2 separate regions of the Muntiacus reevesi genome follow, and region 2 is linked to region 1. The links are chromatin contacts, called in public Hi-C maps. All regions are on one chromosome and are shown on one strand. Each heading gives the region's core, a stretch centred on a gene start, on an enhancer-like site or on the middle of the called end of the contact. The rest is flanking DNA. Distances are from core to core; before and after follow the strand shown. Region 1 holds the start of PARP10 (poly(ADP-ribose) polymerase family member 10). Region 2 holds the start of TONSL (tonsoku like, DNA repair protein).

The links. A called contact is a pair of places that touch in the nucleus more often than the background predicts.
Region 2: a Hi-C map of blood shows a contact between it and region 1, with 4 times the contacts expected there. The contact joins the promoter of TONSL here to the promoter of PARP10 in region 1. A contact is called at or near these places in 2 of 3 Hi-C or Micro-C datasets (blood and muscle).

What each region holds. Positions count from the first base shown.
Region 1 is chr12:76,927,128-76,930,798 of mMunRee1.1, forward strand. It overlaps PARP10 (poly(ADP-ribose) polymerase family member 10), which reads right to left and starts at 1,583. Exons shown (of 10, transcript XM_065902665.1): 1 at 1,220-1,583; 2 at 889-1,143; 3 at 581-817; 4 at 1-502. The coding sequence starts at 1,397.
Region 2 is chr12:77,249,832-77,253,626 of mMunRee1.1, forward strand. It overlaps TONSL (tonsoku like, DNA repair protein), which reads right to left and starts at 1,845. Exons shown (of 26, transcript XM_065902875.1): 1 at 1,772-1,845; 2 at 1,576-1,671; 3 at 1,293-1,435; 4 at 680-863; 5 at 223-352; 6 at 1-4. The coding sequence starts at 1,796.

The DNA.
Region 1 (3,671 bases), core at 333-2,832:
TGAATGAAGCGCATTGCTCCCGGCTCCATTGCCAGCACCGTCTCCACCAGGCCCTCCTGCCCCGGTGACCCCGTGGGCGCCAGGCTCACTGACACCACCTGCTCTGAAGACCTCACGGCGATCTCCACTGGGTCCAGAGACCCCACAGTCCTCGGGCTCCCCGGCCCCTCCTCTTCTGAGGACCCCCCGGGCCCTGAGCTGACTGGCCCAGCCCGTGCCAGGAATGAGCTGTCCCAGCGAGGGCCTGTGCTCAGAGAGGCTCCTGACTGCCCTGACGCCTCCTCAGAGCCCAGTGTGACATCCCCAGCATGATTCTGTACCCTGGCTGGTCCTCCTGCCTCCTGGAGAACATGCTCGGGGGCCCCAGGCCCCAGCTCTCCTGGGCAGCTCCCTCCACCGGCGTCCTCGGCGAGCTCCTCAGGCTCCAGGACGTCATAGTGGGGGACGAGGCTCAACTCTGAGCCCTGCAGCCGGTGGTCCCGCTGCAGCACCCGCTCGGCCACTTGGAAGAAGGGAAAGAACGGAAGGTCATCAGGGCTCCAAGCCATGATGTGGGACTGCCCTGTCCTGCCCCACTCACCCTGCCAGTGCCGAAAGGAGACCACAGTGCCCAGGTGCCCCGGGAGGCTGCGCATGCCCTCCAGGGGCCCCCCGCCACTGCGGCGCTCATTCTCCAGGTACAGCTCTAGCAGCAGCAGGTCTGCAGGGGGGCCACCTCCTACCACACGCACTGCCCGGGCCTGGGGCACCCAGGCCAGGGAGACCTCAGACCCCTCCAGGCCCAGGGCCCGGGCGTGCTCCTCCAGGACGCCAGCTTCTGTGGGGAGGATGCAAGTCAGCTCAGGGTGCCTCCCCTAACAGGCAGGCCGCCCCAATCCCACCTCTTACCTGCCTCAGAAAGGGGCCTGGGCAGTTGCACCAGAGCGCGATCTGGTCGGGGACTGGCCAGGGCCTGGCAAGGCTGCTCCGGGTGCCCAACGGCACAAAGCAGAGCTTGAACGTACTGCTCCAGGAGCTGGGGTGTGGTGCCAGGAGGCAGTCCTTGGAGCAGCAGGCGCGCAGGGGCGCGTGGTGGGGCTGGCCGCAGGCTCAGCTGAGCCCCCTGGAGAGTGTGCTCTGGCCGGGCCAGGACCCTTGCGGCATCTGTGGACGAGGGGAGTGTGCAGTCAGGGCCAGTGGCCAGCGGGGCCCAGGCTGCCCCTTTCCGTTGGTCCCTCACCTGCAGGCTCCTCAAAGGTGAGGATGCCCCCGCGGCCGAGTCTCTGCCAACTCGCCACAGGCCCACCCCCCGAGCTTCGGCGGTTCTCGAAGTAGAGCATGAGCAGCTCATCCTGGACGCTGGGGGGCAGACCACTGAGCTCCACGGCCGCTCCCGCCTGTGCCTCTGCCTCCCCCATCGCTGCCCTGGGGCCGGAAGAAGGGGCAGGCAGCAGCCCCACCGTTCCGCCTCACGCAGCCCGGGTCCCTTGGCAGCGTTCCCTGACGCCCCCTTCACCATGCAGGTGACCTACATCCCCCCACTTAAGCTCCCCAGCCCCAGCCTGGGCCGCCCCAGTCTGGGCCTTCAGCCGGGACTCCCTCCCCGCACCCTGGGACAGGAAGCAAAAGTGAAACTGTTGCAGGAAGGGAGGAGCCGGCAGTGCTGGGGAGTGTGGCCTTTCAGGTGCTTCACTCCTCAGGCTCCTCCTGCAGGATATTCCAGCCCTGCCCCCGCCCCCCCGCCCTCCCCAGCCCGACCCCCCCCCCCCGACCCCCACTCCCTCAGCCCACCTGTTCTCTCATCTGTCTCACCCCAGCCCAGTGGCTGGCAGGATGTGGGGAGTGGCCCCTGGAGGTCCTCCCCTCCCCCTGGCCCTTCCCTGTGAACCTCAAGACACCAAGCCAATCACCCTCCCTAGTAAATCTGCCTGGGTTCTTGAGCCGTTGCCCCCAACTCAAAGACCTCAAGCCTCTGTGTTCCCTTCCCCCACTGAAGAGACTTTGGGTCTGGTTGAGGCTGGTTTTCTTTTTTATTTGTTTATTTATTTATTTATTTATTTTTCCATTTATTATTAGTTGGAGGCTAATTGCTTTACAATATTGTAGTGGTTTTTGTCACACATTGACATGAATCAGCCATGGATTTACATGTATTCCCCATCCTGATCCCCCCTCCCACCTCCCTCTCCACCGGATTCCTCTGGGTCTTCCCAGTGCACCAGGCCTGAGCACCTGTCTCATGCATCCAGCCTGGGCTAGTGATCTGTTTCACCCTAGATAATATACATGTTTCGATGCTGTTCTCTCTAAACATCCCACCCTCGCCTTCTCCCAGAGTCCAAAAGTCTGTTCTGTATCTCTTTTTCTGTTTTGCATATAGGGTTATCGTTACCATCCTTCTAAATTCCATATATATGCATTAGTATACTGTATTGGTCTTTATCTTTCTGGCTTACTTCACTCTGTATAATGGGCTCCAGTTTCATCCATCTCATTAGAACTGATTCAAATGAATGAGGCTGACTTTCAACTCTCCCCAGCAACCTTGGCGCCTGCACCTGCACTCACCCTTCAACAACTCAAAGGTGGCTGACCTCCCACCTTTCAAGGGCGAGCAGCTCAGCTCCTGACCCTGAAGGGGTACGTCCCCATCACTGCTGGCCCACAGCACTGCCACGCCTCTCGCCTGGCTGCACCTTTAGAACCCACATTCCCTCTTGCCACCCAGTCGCCCCTTCCCTGGTGCCCATACTCCATTGGCTTCCAGCCTCTGGAAGAGTTGTGCCCACAGTGCTCTCCACCCCCACCCCCCCACTTAGCCCTCAGTCACAAAAACTCCGCTCAACCCCTGCTACTTCTGCAAGGGATTGAGGGCCTGTACAGCCTGTACCCTGAGCTGTCCCCACCCTGGTCTGAGCCTCTGCATCTCTCATCTAGACATGTCTCTGACTTCTGAACTGATCTCTCTCTGCCACTCCTGCCCTCTTGCACCGTCCATCCTCAACAGAGGGCAGGGTGTGCCTTATAAGTCGCACCAACAGCTGCTAAAGATTGGACCATGGTAAAGCCAAAGTCCTTTGGAAGACCTGCCAGGTTGAACTGACCAGGCCCCAGTCCCTGCTGGCCGAAAGCCCCCTGCATCCCCCATGCTCTGCTGTCAATGCAGCAGACCCTTCCTCCCTGATGCCTTTGTACTGGCCCTTCCCTCTTCTAGACCAGCCTTTCCCACAGGGCCACCTGGCCACCCCTCCCCCCAACTCACCTTACTAGGCTCTTGGTGGCAGGTTTAACTTGAACTTAAAAGTCTTCAAGGGCCCTCCTAAAGCCCTGACCTCGACTTCACATTTGTCATTTTTAGGTTTTTTTCTTTTAAAAAGGGCCCTCAAATTGTATGAGCTTCTAGTTGTACAAAACCTGAAGTCACCCCTGCCTGCTCTATGCTTTGTCTTCTCATGGAACTAATTGTCAACAAAGGTCCATCTAGTCAAGGCTATGGTTTTTCCAGTAGTTACATATGGATGTGAGAGTTGGACTATAAAGAAAGCTGAGTGCAGAAAAATTGATGCTTTTGAACTGTGGTGTTGGAGAAGACTCTTGAGAGTCCCTTGGACTGCAAGGAGATCCAACCAATCCATCCTAAAACAGATCAGTCCTGAGTATTCATTAGAAGGACAGATGTTGAGGCTGAAACT
Region 2 (3,795 bases), core at 595-3,094, 320 kb after region 1:
CTGCCTGTGGGGGGAAAGGGCTGTTGGTGCCCAGGGCTTCTGCGCAGGGACAGCAGAGCAGGCACCCATTGACCCCACCGAGGGCTCCAGCCCACAAAGCCAACCAAGCCTCTGATCCCAGGAGACTGATGGGGCACAGGGGTGAGAGCTGGCTACCCTCGCCTTGGTCACTTCCTCCAGGGGCAGGAACCCAGCTCCCTCTGGGGCCTGGTGGGGCCTTACTCAGCCAGGAAGATGCTTTTCTTGAAGTAGGCACTGCACAGGGCCACCTGCTGCAGGCTCTCGCAGGTGAGGCCCAGGTTGAGGTAGATTCGGGTCCTCATCTCACTCAGCTCTCGCTTGGGCAGTGAACCTGGAAGACACCCCTGCAGACACTCAGCGTCCCACCCCCATTCCAGGTCTCTGGCCTCTCCCTGTAGGTGCCAGGAATTCTGCTGCAGATAGAGTGGCGGGAATAGAGCAAAGGCAGCCAGATCTGAGGTCAGGAGTCAGGAGGAGCATGGGCTCTGCAGGGTCACAAAGTGGGGGGCTGTGGGGGGGTTCTGAGAGCCAGGCTCAGCCTCACAAAGAGAGGAAGCTAGACAGGGGACCTGCCACATGGGCAGTGAGGCTGTAGCCTCTTCTCCCTGCAGAGCACAGGAGGCCAAAGTCGGGGAGGGCCAGGCCCAAAGGCAGTCACCCTGCAGCTTCTCATCCAGGATAGCCAAGCTTTTCTCGAAGGCATCCTGTGCCTGCTGCAAGGCGTCCTGGGACTGGTCGTGGTCATAGATGTCCAGGTGGGTGCGGCCAATGGTGGCCCAGGCCCTCTGCTGCTCAACGTGGTTGGAGAGGGCACATGCCAGCTCCAGGTAGCGGTGCTGGTGCTGGGGGCAAAGAAGTATGGCCGCTGTGAGCCAACCCCCACCGCAAGCAAGCCCCACATGTCCCCCAAGCCCCCAGGTGCAGGCCGAAACCAGGCTGCACACACACTGTTTCCTCTATGCCAAGCACTGCCTGCTGGGACGGTGGCACCACATGCTAACCAGCCAATCATGCAAGGAGAAACTGACTGGGAGTCATTGGTGCTGCGGGAACACAGAAGCCAGGGCAGCTCTGTGTGGATAAAGGGTCTGGAATCCCACCCAGCCAGCTCCCAGTGATTTCAGCTCCAGTAACATATTCATCAGTGGTTTCTGGAGCCACATTCCCAGAAGAGGCTGTGGTGCGTGCATCCCGAGGGCTCTGCCCCCAGGAGATGCGAGCCTGGGAGAGTAGACTGTAGCCAGCGTTGGGGTGGGCCGGTCTCCGCCCACCTGCAGGGCAGCCGAGTAGTCCTCCATCTCCGCCAGCCGTTCTCCGATCTTGCGGTGGGCCACGGCGCAGCCCAGGGGGTCGTCGGTGGTCTCCAGGAGCTGCAGCTCGTGCTGGTGCTCTCGCAGGGCCTCCGCGTAGCAGCCTGGGTGGGCGGGACAGGTTTCCGTCCGACTGGGCAGTGGGCCAGGGGCAGCAAGGCCAATGGGGAGGCGGCCGGCCGGTACTCAGGAAGCCCCTGCCCCCGGTCCCATGCCCCTGTGGCCCCTACTCCACCCCACGCACCATGGCTGGCCAGGAGCTCCCCTAGCTGGTGGCAGACGGAGGCCTCCTCCCGCAGCCGCCCGCTCCTCTGGGCCTTAGCTTTGGCCTTGCTCAGCTCTGCAGAGAGAGAGACGAGGCCTGAGCGCTGAGCCTCTCCGCCCGGGAGGGCCAGGGCTGTCTCCAGCCCCCGAGCTCGGGCGCTTTTCCCTGGACTCACGGCGAAGCTCGCGCTCCAGGTTCATCCTGCACTCGGGGTTCCGGACTTCGCGCGCTCTCTGCTGGCGCGGCGGCCCCGCCCTCCCCGGCCCCACGCGCAGGTCCGGTTCTGCCGCGGAGCATCTCAGGAAGTGTAGTCCAGGTGCCCAAAGCATCCTGGGAATTGTAGTAGGGCTGCGCTGGGGCCCGAAGCGCGGAAGGGGCCCGAAGCGCGGAAGGCGTCCTCAGCACCCGGGTCTTCCGCGCGCGGAGCGCGGGCCCCGCCCCGCCATCGCAGCCGCCCTTGGGGTGAGGTCTCCCGGGCTCCCGCCGCTTGCTGCCGCTGTTCTGGACACCCGCGCGACCTGCCCTGAGGAACGCACTGCCTTCGCAGGGGAGGAGAGGAAGGCCTCGGGGACCACGGGCACTTGGGCGCTCGGATCTGTGTCCCCGCAGAACCTGCACCAGCCGCGAACGCGCCGGAGTCCTCACACGCGGGGACTCCGACCCCCAGTCCTGCAGGCGGGAGGGGGGTGTTGAGTTCCAAAATGAATTGAACTTCTCGGTGTGCTCGACGGTTGTATTCCTGGAAAACTCAGCGTGCGCTCGATAAAACTGCAAAACCGTCATGTGCTGAGAGGTAAAGGGGGCAGGATTCGAGCCTGGAGCGCTGTGGCCTCAGCCGGGAGATCCGGGGCGTAGGGAGCCCTGGCGGCCTCTACGTGCCCGTCCTCTACCCACGCCTGGAGAACCAAACACCTGCTAGGCCGTGTGGCTCTGTCTCCGCTGCCACTGCGGGCCCCTGGGCCCTAGGTGCCAGGGCTGACGCCCCAAAGGCCCTAGAGGAGGCCTGGAAGGACCGGGAGGCAAATGTAATGAAATGGGGCTTCCCTGAGACCATAAGGAATCTGCCTGCAATGCAGGAGAACTGAGTTTGATCCCTGGATCAGGCAGATCCCCTGAAGAAGGGAATGCCTATCCACTCCAGTATTCTTGCCTGAAGAATCCCATAGACAGAGGAGCCTGGCGGGCTCCCCTAAGAATCAGAAATGGAATCACACCCAATGGGGTAAAACTCTCAGCCAGTGGATGGGCAGCAAGGCCTGTTGGGGAGGGAGCTGTATGGAGGGCAGCGGGTCTGCAGGTCCAGGGAAGGTTGCCCAGGGCCAGTGGGTGGCTACAGGGCTGGGTTGAGGCTGAGCTTGAGGAGCTGCAGGAGGGCCTCCGCTCAGCCTCCCCTAAGGGTGTGCTGCTCTTCCCTGCCCCCTGCCCTCCCCAACGTGGATCCCAGGGGGGCAGGAAACCAAGGTGGCTGCTTGGCAGGTGGGCTGTGAGGTTCCAGGGGCACAGTGAGATGCAGGATGGGGATGGGGGGAGTCAAGCTGTGGGAACAGACTGTCCCAGCTGAACAGGCTGAGCGTGGAGGGCACCTCCTGACCTCTCTGTGCCTCCAGCCCTCCAGCACCAGCATCCTCAGGGCAGCTCAGGTTCTGGGCCTGATCCCATTTGAGAGAGGACCCAGCTTCTCTAGCCTTGGCCTTCCCCACCCATCAGACAGGGATGCGCATCCAAGGCACTGCCAGCAAGAGCTGGGGGCCTGGGGTGGGGAGACTGAGGTTTGGGACCAGCCTCAGCCCCTGGCTGGGAGGCCCATTGGTGAGGCTGTCTTGTAAGGAAATACAAACAAAACTTGGCTTAAAAATTATACAGACAGAAAATATCGAAAGAAATTATAGACCACAAAAGCAACATAGTATGTTGTAAAAACACCTCTTGACTCCTCTTTTTAGAAAATTATTTTTTATTATTTTTGTAAATGTCTCACTTTGGGCTGAGAAATGTAGTGTTTAAAAGGAAGTGGGGTGAGAGGGGGAAGTGGGGCTTGACCTGTGCCCCCAGGCCTGCCCCCACATCTGCTGAGGTTGCACTCCCACCCTCACCAGCTCAGGATACTAGATGGACTGGGATCCTGGAGACAGACCGCTGGTGCCTTCTCCTTTCTAACAACATGACTCGGACACCCTCCAGTAAACCAGTGACTGCTGG